2 separate regions of the Mus musculus genome follow, and region 2 is linked to region 1. Evidence: chromatin contacts called from public Hi-C data. All regions are on one chromosome and are shown on one strand. The core of a region is the stretch at or near the end of the contact, and the rest is flanking DNA. Distances in the headings are between cores, read along the strand shown.

Evidence for each region. A called contact is a pair of places that touch in the nucleus more often than the background predicts.
Region 2: a Hi-C map of the Ba/F3 cell line shows a contact between it and region 1, with 4 times the contacts expected there. The contact joins the enhancer-like site here to the promoter of Spats1 in region 1. A contact is called at or near these places in 11 of 39 promoter capture datasets (the 3T3-L1 cell line, 3T3-L1-derived adipocytes, the HPC-7 cell line and 6 more), 2 of 15 datasets of contacts at CTCF or cohesin (embryonic stem cells and large pre-B cells), 49 of 484 Hi-C or Micro-C datasets (B cells, the BV-2 cell line, the Ba/F3 cell line and 22 more), 5 of 115 datasets of contacts at active chromatin or transcription factors (bone marrow-derived dendritic cells and embryonic stem cells) and 2 of 9 other capture datasets (embryonic stem cells and liver).

The regions. Positions count from the first base shown.
Region 1 is chr17:45,472,006-45,478,806 of GRCm38.p6, forward strand. It overlaps Spats1 (spermatogenesis associated, serine-rich 1), which reads right to left and starts at 2,933. Exons shown (of 8, transcript NM_027649.3): 1 at 2,794-2,933. The coding sequence starts at 2,809.
Region 2 is chr17:45,709,264-45,715,619 of GRCm38.p6, forward strand. Gm35456 (a long non-coding RNA gene) reads right to left here. Exons shown (of 7, transcript XR_385596.4): 4 at 2,963-3,084; 5 at 1,990-2,126. Among named protein-coding and RNA genes, the nearest start is that of Gm35456, 14 kb to the right of the region's middle. Within about 2 kb of position 1,633, at least 20 of the 459 cell types and tissues checked have an H3K27ac peak or open chromatin away from gene starts, as enhancers often do. A contact at or near this core is called in the Ba/F3 cell line and the HPC-7 cell line, where this site is marked.

The sequences.
Region 1 (6,801 bases), core at 1,683-4,182:
CTTCTTACTCCAAACCAGATTGGAGAAACAGGAAGTTCTGAAGCTTAAAGCTAGGTTCCCAGGACTGGAAATGCAGCTCAGTTGGTGGAGCATTTGCCTAACATACATGAGGCTCTGGGGTTCAAGCCCGAGCATGCACCATGCATGGGGCCAGACATGATGGCGCACACCTGGGAGGTGGGGGCAGAAGGACCAGAATACAAGGTCATCCTTAGCTACGTGGCAGGTTTAGGTTAAAATGAACCACATGAGATGGGGAAGGAATGGCGGCTGAGGACAGCTGGAATTCCCACGCTATCTCCTTGCTATCTTGGCCATGATGGGCAGTTAATGGGCTGAGGTCCTCCAGCTACTTCCAGCCCAGTTTACAGCCAAGGATGGAACCGCTCCTACATCTGTTATTAAGGAGAATCACATAAGAAGACCTGGGACCAGGAGTTACAGAGACAAAGTTTGGAGCTGAGACAAAAGGATGGACCATCTAGAGACTGCCATATCCAGGGATCCATCCCATAATCAGCCTCCAAACGATGACACCATTGCATACACTAGCAAGCGTTTGCTGAAAGTACCCTGATATAGCTGTCTCTTGTGAGACTAGGCCGGGGCCTAGCAAACACATAAGTGGATGCTCACAGTCAGCTATTGGATGGATCACAGGGCCCCCAATGGAGGAGCTAGAGAAATTACCCAAGGAGCTAAAGGGATCTGCAACCCTGTAGGTGCAACAACAATATGAACTAACCAGTACCCCGGAGCTCTTGTCTCTAGCTGCATATGTATCAAAAGATGGCCTAGTCGGCCATCACTGGAAAGAGATGCCCATTGGACAGGCAAACTTTATATGCCCCAGTACAGGGGAACGCCAGGGCCAAAAAGTGGGAATGGGTGGGTAGGGGAGTGGGGGGGGGGAGGGTATGGGGGACTTTTGGGATAGCATTGGAAATGTAATTGAGGAAAATACATTATATATATATATACACAAAAGAAAGAAAAAGAAGACCTGGGACCTAGGAGACTGGGAACAAGGCTGAGACTTCTCCAGCCCCTTTTGCAGTACACTGGCTACTTACTGACCTGCAGTCATGACAGCCTGAGCCTGGATTCACCCCGAAGGGTTTGGGGGAACTGTACCATCGTCTGGACTCTGTACCCTCAAGAGAAACATGCTCCCATTCTTTCTCCTCTTCCTTAAGAGCCAGTTATGGAGTAAGAGCATGGGCCTGCACAAACCTGCCTTGGAGTGCTCAGTTCCACCTGAAGTGCCCCAATCTCATAAGTAATGCCGCATTTCTACTAATATCTGAGCAAGCAAAAACATGGATATGGACAGACCCTAGGGCAAAGCCCAGACTCTGTGCTTATTAAACAAAGCACGAGGCAGCTCAAACCCCTGGCTCCCTTTACTCGTTTACAATATACTTCCCTGCTGTTAGAAGCTCCAGGCAACCACACAGTCAGATCTCTGCCTTGTCTTGTTGTTGGGACAGGGTCTCACGCAGGCGAGACTGGCCTCAAAGTTGCTGTATACCATGAGAATGACCTTGAACACTGCGATCCTCGTGCCTGCCTGTCCTGCACAAGCACTGCACGTGTGCAAGCGCCAGCTTAGCTCCTCTTTTTGATGGAAGTCTCTGACTGATCAGATCTCAAATGTAGACATGAGCTCATTGTGTGTAGCCCCTAACTATCTGCCTTAGCTTGGATCTGCAATGCTCTCCAAAAACCCATGTTTTAAAGATTTAGCTCCCAGTCTGTCATACTGTTGGGATGATGGGACTGTTTTAAAAGTCAGAGGGCATGGAGGTGGAGAGAGTTAGAACCCTTGATGCTCTTGCAGGGGGGGGCGGGACTTCTATCCCCAGCACCACGTGGTGGTTCACAGCCATCCATAACTCCAGTTCCCGGGTATCCAACGCCCTCTTCTACCTTCTGCAGGCACCAGACGCAAACTCAGTATACATACATACAAACAGGCAGGCAAAACATACATAAATAAAATAAAGACAACTTTAAAAAAATAAGAAGTCTTGGGTCGTTGGGGTGCCTCTGAGTGAAAGAGTGGGACCACAGCCATCCCTTTTACTCGTCATTATTTCTTGACTAAGAGGGAGACGCTTTGATGATTGCCACTATGATATGCCACCAGAGGGCCAAAGCAACAGGACCTTGACCATGAGCCACACCTGGAATGTCGGGGGCCTGTGAAGCAAAAGATGGAGAATTCCGGGCTACTCTGGGCTACATATGAGGTAGCAGTGCTTAGTCTTTAAAAAAAAAAAAAAAAAAAAAACCTATAAAGCTATGAGTCCAATAAACCTTTTCTCTCCATAAGCTTATACACCCATCCAACCTTTTGATTTCCCAGAACTCAATTGTATTTCTTTTCCACCTTAGTCATGCCCAAGTCGCTTTTCTCTGGAACCTTCTGCCGCTCTCTAGTACAGGCCGCTCTTGAGACAGAGGGAAGTTGGCGGACGGGATTGCCATATCCAGTATTCATGGGCTCACCAGTTCACACAGTGAAAAGCAATCGGACCCAAAAGGTGCTTGTTAGAAAGGCTATCATTCAAAACCAACAGACCCCATAAGTCATTGAAATTCAAGAGGCAGCGCAAGGGAAAAACCTAAATCTCACTGGACCTCCTAGCGGTGTTCACGGGTTTGAATGTCCTGCCCACTCCTCCTCCTCCTGACTCAGGGCTCCCGAAAGTACTCGCCCCGCCCCGTCCTTGGGTCTCCTTTCCACCTCTGAGTCCCACCCTACTTCCCTGGGGGAAGCCCTTCATCTACCCTTGGAAGACTCCATGGAGGATGTGGCCCAGATCAACGCACCAACTGGCAGCGGAACTGCCAAATACCAGGATGCAAAGCGAAAGCAAGGGCGTCTACCACCGCCTGCAAGGCTCGGTCCAGGGTTGCCAGGACAACGCGCCACTTCCCGCGAGCTGGCGCGCTACTCTTGACGCACCTATCTTCCTGCACCCGGCGCTCCGGCCTGGGTTGAGGATGGAGGTCTCAGACCTCAGAGCTGCAGAACCTCAGGATTTTGTTTTAGTTTGCGGCTCTTTTCCAACAACTGTCATTGCTACTTCTGTCACCTCGGGTGGCCGTGTGCGGTGCACCCTCTACAGAGCTTGCAGATGTCGGTGTAGAATTGGCATCCTGATTAGACAGGATTCACCCACCACTTACCGCTCCTTTTTCTGGGCCAGGCGCCCTGCTGGATGCTGTCTTGCCTCAGCAGCCAGCTGCGTTTTTCAAAATAGAAAACTGACTTTGAACAAAGGCTCGTTCAAGGTCATCCAGAAAACAGATTCACTCCCAAGTTCCACCCTTACAAAGCTATCTTTCTCTCCATGGTATAGACTGAAATTTATCTTTCTAACCCTTTCCCTAATAAATCTCACATAGAAACGCCCCCCATCCCAAGCTTAGTCTCTAAATTTATATTGAGACCTGGTTTGGGGGCTGGGCAGTGGTGGCACACGCCTTTAATCCCAGCACTTGGGAGGCTGGCTGAGGCAGGCAGATTTCTGAGTTTGAGGCCAGCCTGGTCTACAGAGTGAGTTCCAGGACAGCCAGGGCTACACAGAGAAACCCTGTCTCAAAAAAAAAAAAAAAAACAAAAAAAGAAGGAGGAGGAGGAGGAGGAAAAGAGAGAGAGTAATTAATATAATTATTCATATTTACTTGTGTGCTGTATGCATGTGCGTGCACATGTATCAGGGACTCACTTGCCCATGCATTTGTATATGTCAGGTGTCTTCCTCCGTTGCTCTCTGCCTTACATTTTTGAAATAAGGTTCTTGCTGAACCCGGAGTTCACTGTTACAGCAAGGAGTCCCAGGGAACTACCTATCTCTGTCCCACCAGCTTATAGATGTGCCATATGGCTTTTAGTAGGTCCTGGGGTTTGAACTCAGGTCCTCGGCTTGTGCAGAAAGCACGTTACCCACTGAACCCTCTCCACAGAGTGGTTCTGTTGTTAGTAATTGCATTGATTGCAAAAGAAACAACAGAAGGAGTATAGAAATCTTGAAACTGAGCTAGCCAAATATTGCTTAGACGGAGTAGATCCTCTCCAGGCCACGCCCTAACTGAGGAGTCATCCAATAGGAGACGGCCACTGGGGTTATAAAAAAGAAGCCAGAGCTGGACAGTGGTGGCACACACTTTTAATCCCAGCACTCTGGAGGCAAAGGCAGGTGGGTCTCTGTGAGTTTAAGGCCAGCCTGATCTACAGAGCGAGTTCTAGGACAGCCAGAACTATACACAGAAACTGTCTCAGGAAGAAAGAAAATGAGAAGGTGGTAATGTCAGAATGGCCACTGGTGGGATCAAACAGCTGAATATTGTCAGTTTCACAGGATTAATTTTAATTGTAAAATAGTAGTATTCCTATCAGGGACTGCAACAGGTTAAAGGCACTGACAGATTAGAAGACACCATCTCTCTCTGGGGCAGGAGCAAAGCATTGTTAAAGTGCTGTTAATTGCAGCTGAAGTGCCTTTATATAGTGATAAATCCTGTTGTAAGCATCCCTTTTAATGTGATTTTTTTTCCTTTATAAAAAGCTAAGACATTGGGGCCAGAGTGGCTTGACTTTTATTTTATTGAGTCAGGGTCTCTCTGTGTAGCTGCAGCTAGCCTGGAACTCTCTATGTAGACCACACTGGCCTCAACCTCACAGATTTGCCTGTCCCTGCCTCTGTGTCCTGAGTGCTGAGATTAAGTGGCTTGACTCCCCAGTTGACAGGTGTTACATCTTTCCCAGGCACCCTGAGTGCCCTGATAGGACTGGCATCCAAACAGCCAGGGGACTGCCCTTATGCTGGTGGCAGGCACTGGAACGCTCTGAGGAAGTTACACACCAACCCAACAACCGCAGCTCTCTGGCTCTTGGAGGCGCAACCCCACCTATGACTGCTTCCAGCCGCTTGCATGGCACTCATTGTCTTCAAAAGCTCTAGGGAACTCTAAATGATCTTGCCCCTGATCGGAAGAGGAACACTTTCCTGGCAGCCCAGCAGAAAGCCTGCCACTAGAGCAAACATAGTCCTTCATTTGCATGAGAGTCTGCTGTGATTGGTGCAGGCACCCCTGGCTATATAAGCAGAGTTCACAAAGCTCCCTTTGTATAGCATAGTAGGTACGAGACATGCTTCTGTGCACCGTCTTGGGATTGGAGTGGTTGGTAGGGCCAATAGAAAATGATCTTTTCATACTCTGTGTGTGCGCGTGCATATGTGTGTGTATGCATGTGTGCATGTGTGTGTGTGTGCATACATGTGGAGACGGTGGTCAAAGGCAAACATTTTCTTCAATCACTCTCTGCCCTATTTTTTGATAGAGGGTCTCTTACTGAATAGTTTACCTATCTAGTCAGCAGACCCCAGGAAGCCATTTATCTCTGCCTCCCTAGTGCTGGGATTAAAGGTACATTTCTCCTAGCTTTTAAAGATGGGTTCTGAAGATCAAACCCAGGCTTCCACACTCTTTACAGACTGAGCCAGCTTCCCAGGTCTTCTCGCCTAACTCCCTTAGTAGAGTAGACTCAGCTAGTAACAGAAAGATTGCAATGGCGGCGCAAGCAGCACTGGAGATTATAGCAAAAGACCAAGAAAGAAAACCCAAGAGTTCCTGAGAGCTGCCAAGCCATAGGGGCCAAGTTTCCAGAGAACTGTAACAGAACCCACCATGAAGAGCTAAGATAACAACATCCTAAACAATGCCCATGGCACTGGTTGCTGCACGAGGAAGGGTCCCAGTACCTGCGGCCTGTACAAGAACTGTAACCCTAAAAGGAGCAAGCCATCTGCTGCTGCTTGCTCTGGTCTGCCACCACTGCAGTCAGAGCCGCTGATGTTAAAGTTAAACCTCCAACTCGAGAGCCGTGAGTCTCTGGCTTCTAAAAGCTTTAGAACTCTAGACCTCTGGGCTTGGCCACTCGGCTCAGTTTGCCAGGACTGGAAGATCTTGGCCTCGTTGTTCAGTGATTCCTACGGAGCTCCTGCCATCTGATCAGAAACAGAGAGACTGGACTTGAGCCTGCATCCCTGACCTCTATTCTATGGGGCCCAGCTTTCCTCAGTTCAGTGACCTGGAGTTTGGTTCCAGGTGAGGTAGAGAAGCAGGAGCTGTGGACCACATGCAGAGCTGAGACCCTGGCAGTCACAGAACAGGGCGGGAGGGGGAGACTACAGGGACAGACAGACAGACAAAACACAAGACAGATGGTGTTCTCTGTTTTCCCACACCCCCTGCTATCCCATCCCCTTTTTGAGAGAAGCTGGGGCAGAAGTAAGAATTAGGTGTCTGGGGATAAGAGAAAAGCAGCCGGCCGGGCCACCGAGGAGAAAGATATCAGATAAACTCTCCCTCTTCCCTCATGGGTCTTAGCAAAGCACGCTGGGAAAAGAAAGTTGAGCCAGGCATTATCTGAGGAGTGTCATACATTGGTAAAAAGGCCGTGTGCTTGTTAACGCCAAAGAGCTGCAAGGTAAATTGGGTTGGAGGCCTCGCAGCTCCACCAAAACCCCTCCAGGAAAGCAAGCCTTCCCTCCTCAATATCAGAAAAAGGAAACCCACTGCCATTCATCGCTGGGCCTGTCTATACCACCGGTGTCCACCAGAGGGCAGTGTAAACCCAGGCATGGGGAAGAAGATGCCCGTCCTCTATCGCAACCTGAAGGCTGAGGCCTCCTGGGAGTCTCTGAGAAATCAGTGCTGGATGACACAGTCTGCTGAACCTGCAGTGGGGTAAGAACTTATAAGTTACCCCAGATCCAGCTAACGCTG
Region 2 (6,356 bases), core at 383-2,882, 240 kb after region 1:
TCATCTTTTGGAGTTCTGCTCAGATTTCTCATCAATGAAGTTCCAGTCAACACTTACAAAATCCAGGCTGGGTATCTTAAATGGCCTCTCAGGACCTGCCCTGTCTCTTTCCATACCTCTCTGTATTGGGGAGGTGAAGCAGGAGCTTGGAGGACAAGAAGAGTGAAGGATGGGGGCTGGAGAGATGGCTCAGCGGTTAAGAGCACTGACTGCTCTTCCAGAGGTCCTGAGTTCAAATTCCAGCAACCACATGGTGGCTCACAACCATCTGTAATGAGATCTGATGCCCTCTTTTGGTGTGTCTGAAGACAGCTACAGTGTACTTATATATAATAAATAAATAAATCTAGAAGAAGAAGAAGAAGAAGAAGAAGAAGAAGAAGAAGAAGAAGAAGAAGAAGAAGAAGAAGAAGAAGAAGAAGAAGAAGAAGAGAAAAAAAAGAAGAGTGAAGGATGGAATGTCTGCCACTGGCTTCTTTTCTCCCTTTGGCTCTGCCAGAACACTGGTCATATCACAACTATTCTATAGACAAATGTCTACATTGCCCAGGGCCTGTGCCCCAGGGCCATGCAGTACCCATACTGGCCCACACGTTTGGCTCTGCTCTTGGCCCTATGCAAAATTCCTGGGAGGGGCTCTCCAGCCCCTTGAATATTCTATTCTGGGATGGTGTTAAGACACCATCACTAGCAGCTGTCAACCTGGAAGATGAAGAGACTAGTCAGAATTAGCCAAGTGATAGGGTTAAGTGGGGATACCCTGGGGATGCCCTCAGCCCCAGCCAAAGCCACAGATGTGACAGTGAGTGAGTGGACTGTATCGAGACCTGGATCCTGTTTGTGGTTCAAAGTAGCAATGGTAAGCTGGCAGAGGCAGCCCTTGGGCTGCTGGAGGGCTGCAGCTTTAACCCATTGCTGCCTGGCTTTTTGCTCATGGTTCCTTGTCCCAGCGTGCTTAAGACAGTTGTACTAGCAGCGCCTGCACGCACATGTACACACTCACATGCATGCCCACACACACATAAAGGAGGACTGACAGACAGGTTTGGTAGCACACACCTGTGAATTCCATAAAAGGCAAGAGGACCAGGAGTTCAAGGTCATTGTCAGTCACATAGGATGTCCAAGAACAGCCTGGACCACAGGAGATCTTATCCCAAAGGGGGGAAAAAGATGGGGGTAAGAATAGGTATTTAGCAATTTAAGGAAACTGAAACTGAGGAGTTATGCTAAGCATCCAAACACTGAAGGCTAGTGGAGAGCTGCGTCTCTATCAGGAGTCCGTTCAAAGGACATGTGACCTCGAGGGACAACGCAGGGCCAGAGCTGGGTAGGGCAGGCCTATAGGGGAAGTGTGGCCAGCTCAGTGAGTGACTGGCAAAGCCTCTGCCATCTCTTCTGTGGTCTGTGGAGAGCTCTGGACTGCCTGCCGTGTGACGCGGGCCATGGAGCTGGCTGCTGCTTGTGACCCTTCCACCGAGAAGCAGTCCCTCATTTGTGCTGTGGCCTCTAAATCAAGCACATCTGTGTGTCTGTCCATATTCCAGCCTTCAACCCATGGGGCAGCTTGTGTCTCCAAAATTGGGCAGGAACTCAAGAACGGCAGGAGGTGGGCTGTAGAGAGAGCCCAGGGGCGAAGAGCACTTGGCTGCCCTTGGAGAAGACCAGGTTTGAGTCTCAGCACCCACAGGGCGAGTCACAACCATCTGCAGCTCCCATTCCAGGGACTTATCATATAAATCTCATTTTAAAAATATTAAAAAGACCTAGGCGTGGTGGTAGCATGCCTTTGGCCCCAGCTGTCAGGAAACAGAGGCAGGCAGATTTTTGTGAGTTTGAAGCCAGCCTATTCTATAGAACAAGTTCAAATATAGTCAGGGAGAGCTACACAGAGACACCCTGTCTCAAAACAAACACACACAGACAGACAGACAGACAGACGGGGGTAGGAGTGGGTGAGGATCCACTCTAGGTCTTGCCTGGGATTACCATGGAGTCCCCATCCTGGGAGTGGAGATGGAGGAATGGGAGTAATGTCTGATATCGGTTTGAGAATGTTCAGAGAGATCTACTTGGCTCAGGGCCTGGGAGATCTGAGTGAAAGATTTCAGTCGCATCAGGAGTGCCTGCGAACGGGAAAGAGAGAGGCGCAGTGAGCTGAGAGCAAACATGAGTGACCGAGAAGGAGCTGGGTGAGCATCAGGGGGGACCAGTGGGGAAGGAGATCGGGGAAATGGAGTCCTGGAGGTGAGAGGTGAGACGCTAAGAGGAAGTGGGCAGGAGCTAGAGAGATGGGTTAAAGGTTAAGTGCATGGGCTGCTCTTCCAGAGGACCTGGGTTCAATTCCTACTACCCCCATGGCAGCTCACAACTGTCTGTACCTCCAGTTACAGGGGACCAGATACCCTCACACACACAGACACACGTGCAGGAAAAACACACGCAATAAAAACAAACAAATCATTAAAAAAAAAAAAAGAGGAAGTGGGCCACCTCATGGGACACAGTGGCTCCTGCAGAGGGACAGAGAAGGGACCACAGAGGTCACAGGTGAGAGTGCTGGAGTCAAGGCTTCCTGAGGTATTGTGGGAAGGAGGTGGGGTCAGGGATGCTTTCCACAGCGTTCTGAGAAGGGCTGAGTTGAGAAGGCAGACTCAAGGGCTTATCTGACTCAGACTGGGGGATGCTTTAAAATTACTGTTATCATAATTATTGTGTGCCATGGTGCACGAGTGGAGGCCAGAGGAGAACTTTCCAGATTCAGCTCCCCGCTCCCACTGGGTTCTATCGGGCTTGCATGGCATGTCCTTTAACTGCCACCTTGCCAGTTGGGGAGGGTGCTGTGATGGGGACCACAAACTGTCCTGTTACCGCTGATCGCTGATAGTGGTTCTTTGTCCCTTGAGACCCTGGTGTTGCCGAAGGCCGCAGCCCTACTCTTCTCGTTTGGTGAAGGACCTACCTGTGGTCCCCTGTAAGTGTGTACTCCATCCATATCCTTGTGTTTTCCCAGGCGTCCTCCCAAGGCAGGTTCTGTCCCCATCACTGGGTCTGCTCTGTGCTGTAGACATCAGAGTCAAAGCTCTGGAGGTGGGATAACATATATAAGATGCCAGGCTGAGACATGCATGGTAGGACTGGGCTGCTTAGCACTCTGTAGTGGAGGGAGAAGCTGGAGGGAGGGAGATGGTGGAGATTGGTGGAGGAAGACGCAGCAGAGATGGAAATGCAGGGGAACAGGAGAAGGTGTGTGTGTGGGGTGGGGGGCGGTGCTTGTCAGGGAGGTAGGCAAGTGTGCTAAATGTTTTAGTTAGGGTTTCTATCGCTGTGAGGAAACACCATGACCTCAACAACTCTTACAAAGGGCAACATTTAACTGGGGTGGCTTACAGTTTTAGAGGCTTAGTCTATTATCGTCCTAGCGGGAAGCATTGCAGCATGAAGGCAGACATGGAGCTGAGAGTTCTGCAGATCTTGATCTGCAGACAGCAGGAGACTGACTTGCACTTCAGTGGACATAGCTTGAGCACAGAAGACCTTAAAGCACCCCACGCCCACCCCAGTTACACACTTCATCCAACAAGGCCATACCCACTCCAATAAGGCCATACCTCCTTTAAAAGAAAAAAGATTTATTTATTTTATGTATATGAGTACACTGTAGCTGTACAAATGGTTGTGAGCCTTCATGTGGTTGTTGGGAATTGAATTTAGAACCTCTGCTTGCTCTAGTTGGCCCCGCTCACTCAGGCACAAAGATTTATTTATTATAAATAAGTACACTGTTGCTGTCTTCAGACACACCAGAAGAGGGCATCAGATCTTATTATGGATGGTTGTGAGCCATCATGTGGTTGCTGGGATTTGAACTCAGGACCTTCGGAAGAGCAGTCAATGCTCTTACCTGCTGAGCCATCTCACCAGCCCAAGGCCATACCTCCTGATAATGCCATTTTCTATGACCAATTATTCAAACACATGAGTCTATGGGGGCCTCATACTGGGTATGTCTATAATTCCAGAGCACAGGAGAATTGAAATACATTTGAAGCCAACCTGGACTACATTGTAAACTTAAGGCTAGCCTGGGCTGCATAACAAGACCCTATCTTAAAAACAAGAACCAAAACAAAAAGCAGGGGGCTGGAGAGATGGCTCAGTAGTCAAGAGCACTGGCTACTCCTCCAGAGGATACAAGTTTGATTCTCGGTGATACAGTGTCTCACAATGTCTGCCACTCCAGCTCTAGGGAATCCAATGCCCCCTTCTGGCCTCCCACGGGTACCAGGCATGCAAGTGGTACACAGACACACATGCATGTGAAACACCCATACATGTTTGGAGAAGAGGTAAGTATGTGGGCAGAGGAGGAGGAAGAGGAGGAGGAGGAGGAGGAGGAGGAGGAGGAGAAGGAGGAGGAGGAAGCTGTACAAGCCAAATGTGGCATGGGAGAGGCGAGGACCAGCTGCCACAAGGGAGGGAGAAGCAGAGGCAGGCTTCTGTGAATTTTCTATTCACCAAAGGAAGATTTTGTTCAGCTGGACTCTGTGACCTTGTGTTGCAGGGACAGAATAGAAAAGGAGGAAGCCAGGGGCATCTTGGGTATGTACTACAGGGTACCCTTAGAGTATTCAATGCCTGGGACAGAGTCATATCCCAGGCTGGCCTTGAACTCACTGTATGCAGGAGGATGCTCTTGAACAGTCCCCTGTCTCTACCTCTTTTGTGGTCTTCATACCATGTTTGGTTTTTGCAATGCTGGGTCTCTGACCCAGGGTTCTGTGTATTCTAATCAAGCACTGTACCAACTGAGCTACATCTCCAGCCAGGGTTTTCTGGGTCTTACACATACTCTGTCCATGGGTGTCACACATGGGTTTGCACTGAACTGCCTGCCTGATTCGAAAGAGCAGGCAGTATGTCCTTTGGTGTCTTTGGTATTTAGCACAAATGCCAGTGCTTGCGTCTCCTACTTGAGTGCAGGTATCTCATTTTTGTCCCCCTGTGGCTTCCCGCAGGGCTGGCAGGGTGGGCATGTAGCACTGACCAAACATTTGCCTGTCAGCCTGGAAATGCTCCATGAGTGTAGGTGTTCCTGCTTCTCTGGCCTCTCTGCTCCTTTATGTCTGCCTTTGGTGTTCACTCGCACACACACACACACACACACACACACACACACACACACACACACCAGCACACACAGTTACAGTGTAAACTCTGACCATCTACTTGTTCATACGTGCGGCACTCACACACACTGCTTCAGTCCAAACTGTTCCTGAAGGCCTTTCCAGGCCCAGGGTGGGCACTGCAGCCACACACTGTTGACCCAGGTCAGTAGTTTGCTTAGTGTTATTGTTCTTAAGTCTTTTTTTCCTTTTCTATTCTTTTTTCAAAAAAAATTATTTATTGTTGTTGCTTGTTTGTTTGTTTGTTTTCGAGACAGGGTTTCTCTGTGTAGCCCTGGCTGTCCTGAGACTCACTCTGTAGACCAGGCTGGCCTTGAACTCAGAGATCTATCTTCCTTTACCCCCACCCCCCACCCCCAGTGCTGGAATTAAAGGTGTAAGCCATCATCACCTGGACCCAAGTCTTCCTGTCTGGTCTGTCTGTCTGTCTGTCTCTCCATCAAGCCCACTTTTAATAGTGAGAATTAGGAATGAACTCCCTGGCCATCAGTAAGAGACTAGGTAAATCGGTCAGATCCTCTTGTCCCATGGACTGCTACGAGGTAGTTCTGAGAGAGGATGGTATAAGCGCAGACAGACATAAGTTCTAAGATGTTCAGCTGAGGGGAATGAACACATCACTTACACACTAGCTACACAGAATAAACACATCATTTATACATTAGCTGCATAGAATGAACACATTACTTACACACTAGCTACATAGAATGAACACATCACTTACACACTAGCTACATAGAATGAAGTAATTAAGTTCACGCAGCAGTGTCTTGGAGCTATAGAAAAGTTCGTCTGTCCATCCGTATGCACATAGAAAGCACAGCACAGTGGTTCCCAAGCTGCTAGCAGGAACTCCGTAGGGAGAGGAGGGCCTGCTCTTAGGGAAGATAGTGCTATCAATAGCATTGTCCTTGCCGGTCTTCGTGTGGTTCTAGAGATGAGACTCTGGGTCTTGCACAGGTTGCATGAGTGCTCTCCTGAGCCACAGACCTAGTCCTTTTTTTTTTTTTTTAAATTAAAATTTTTTGATGATTTATTTATTTTCTGCCTGCATGTATGGCTGTGTGAAGGTGCCAAGTCCCATGGAAGTAAAGCTACAAACAGTTGTGATTGCCACGTGGGTGCTGGGAATGGAACTCAGGACTTCTGGAAGAGCAGCCAGCACTC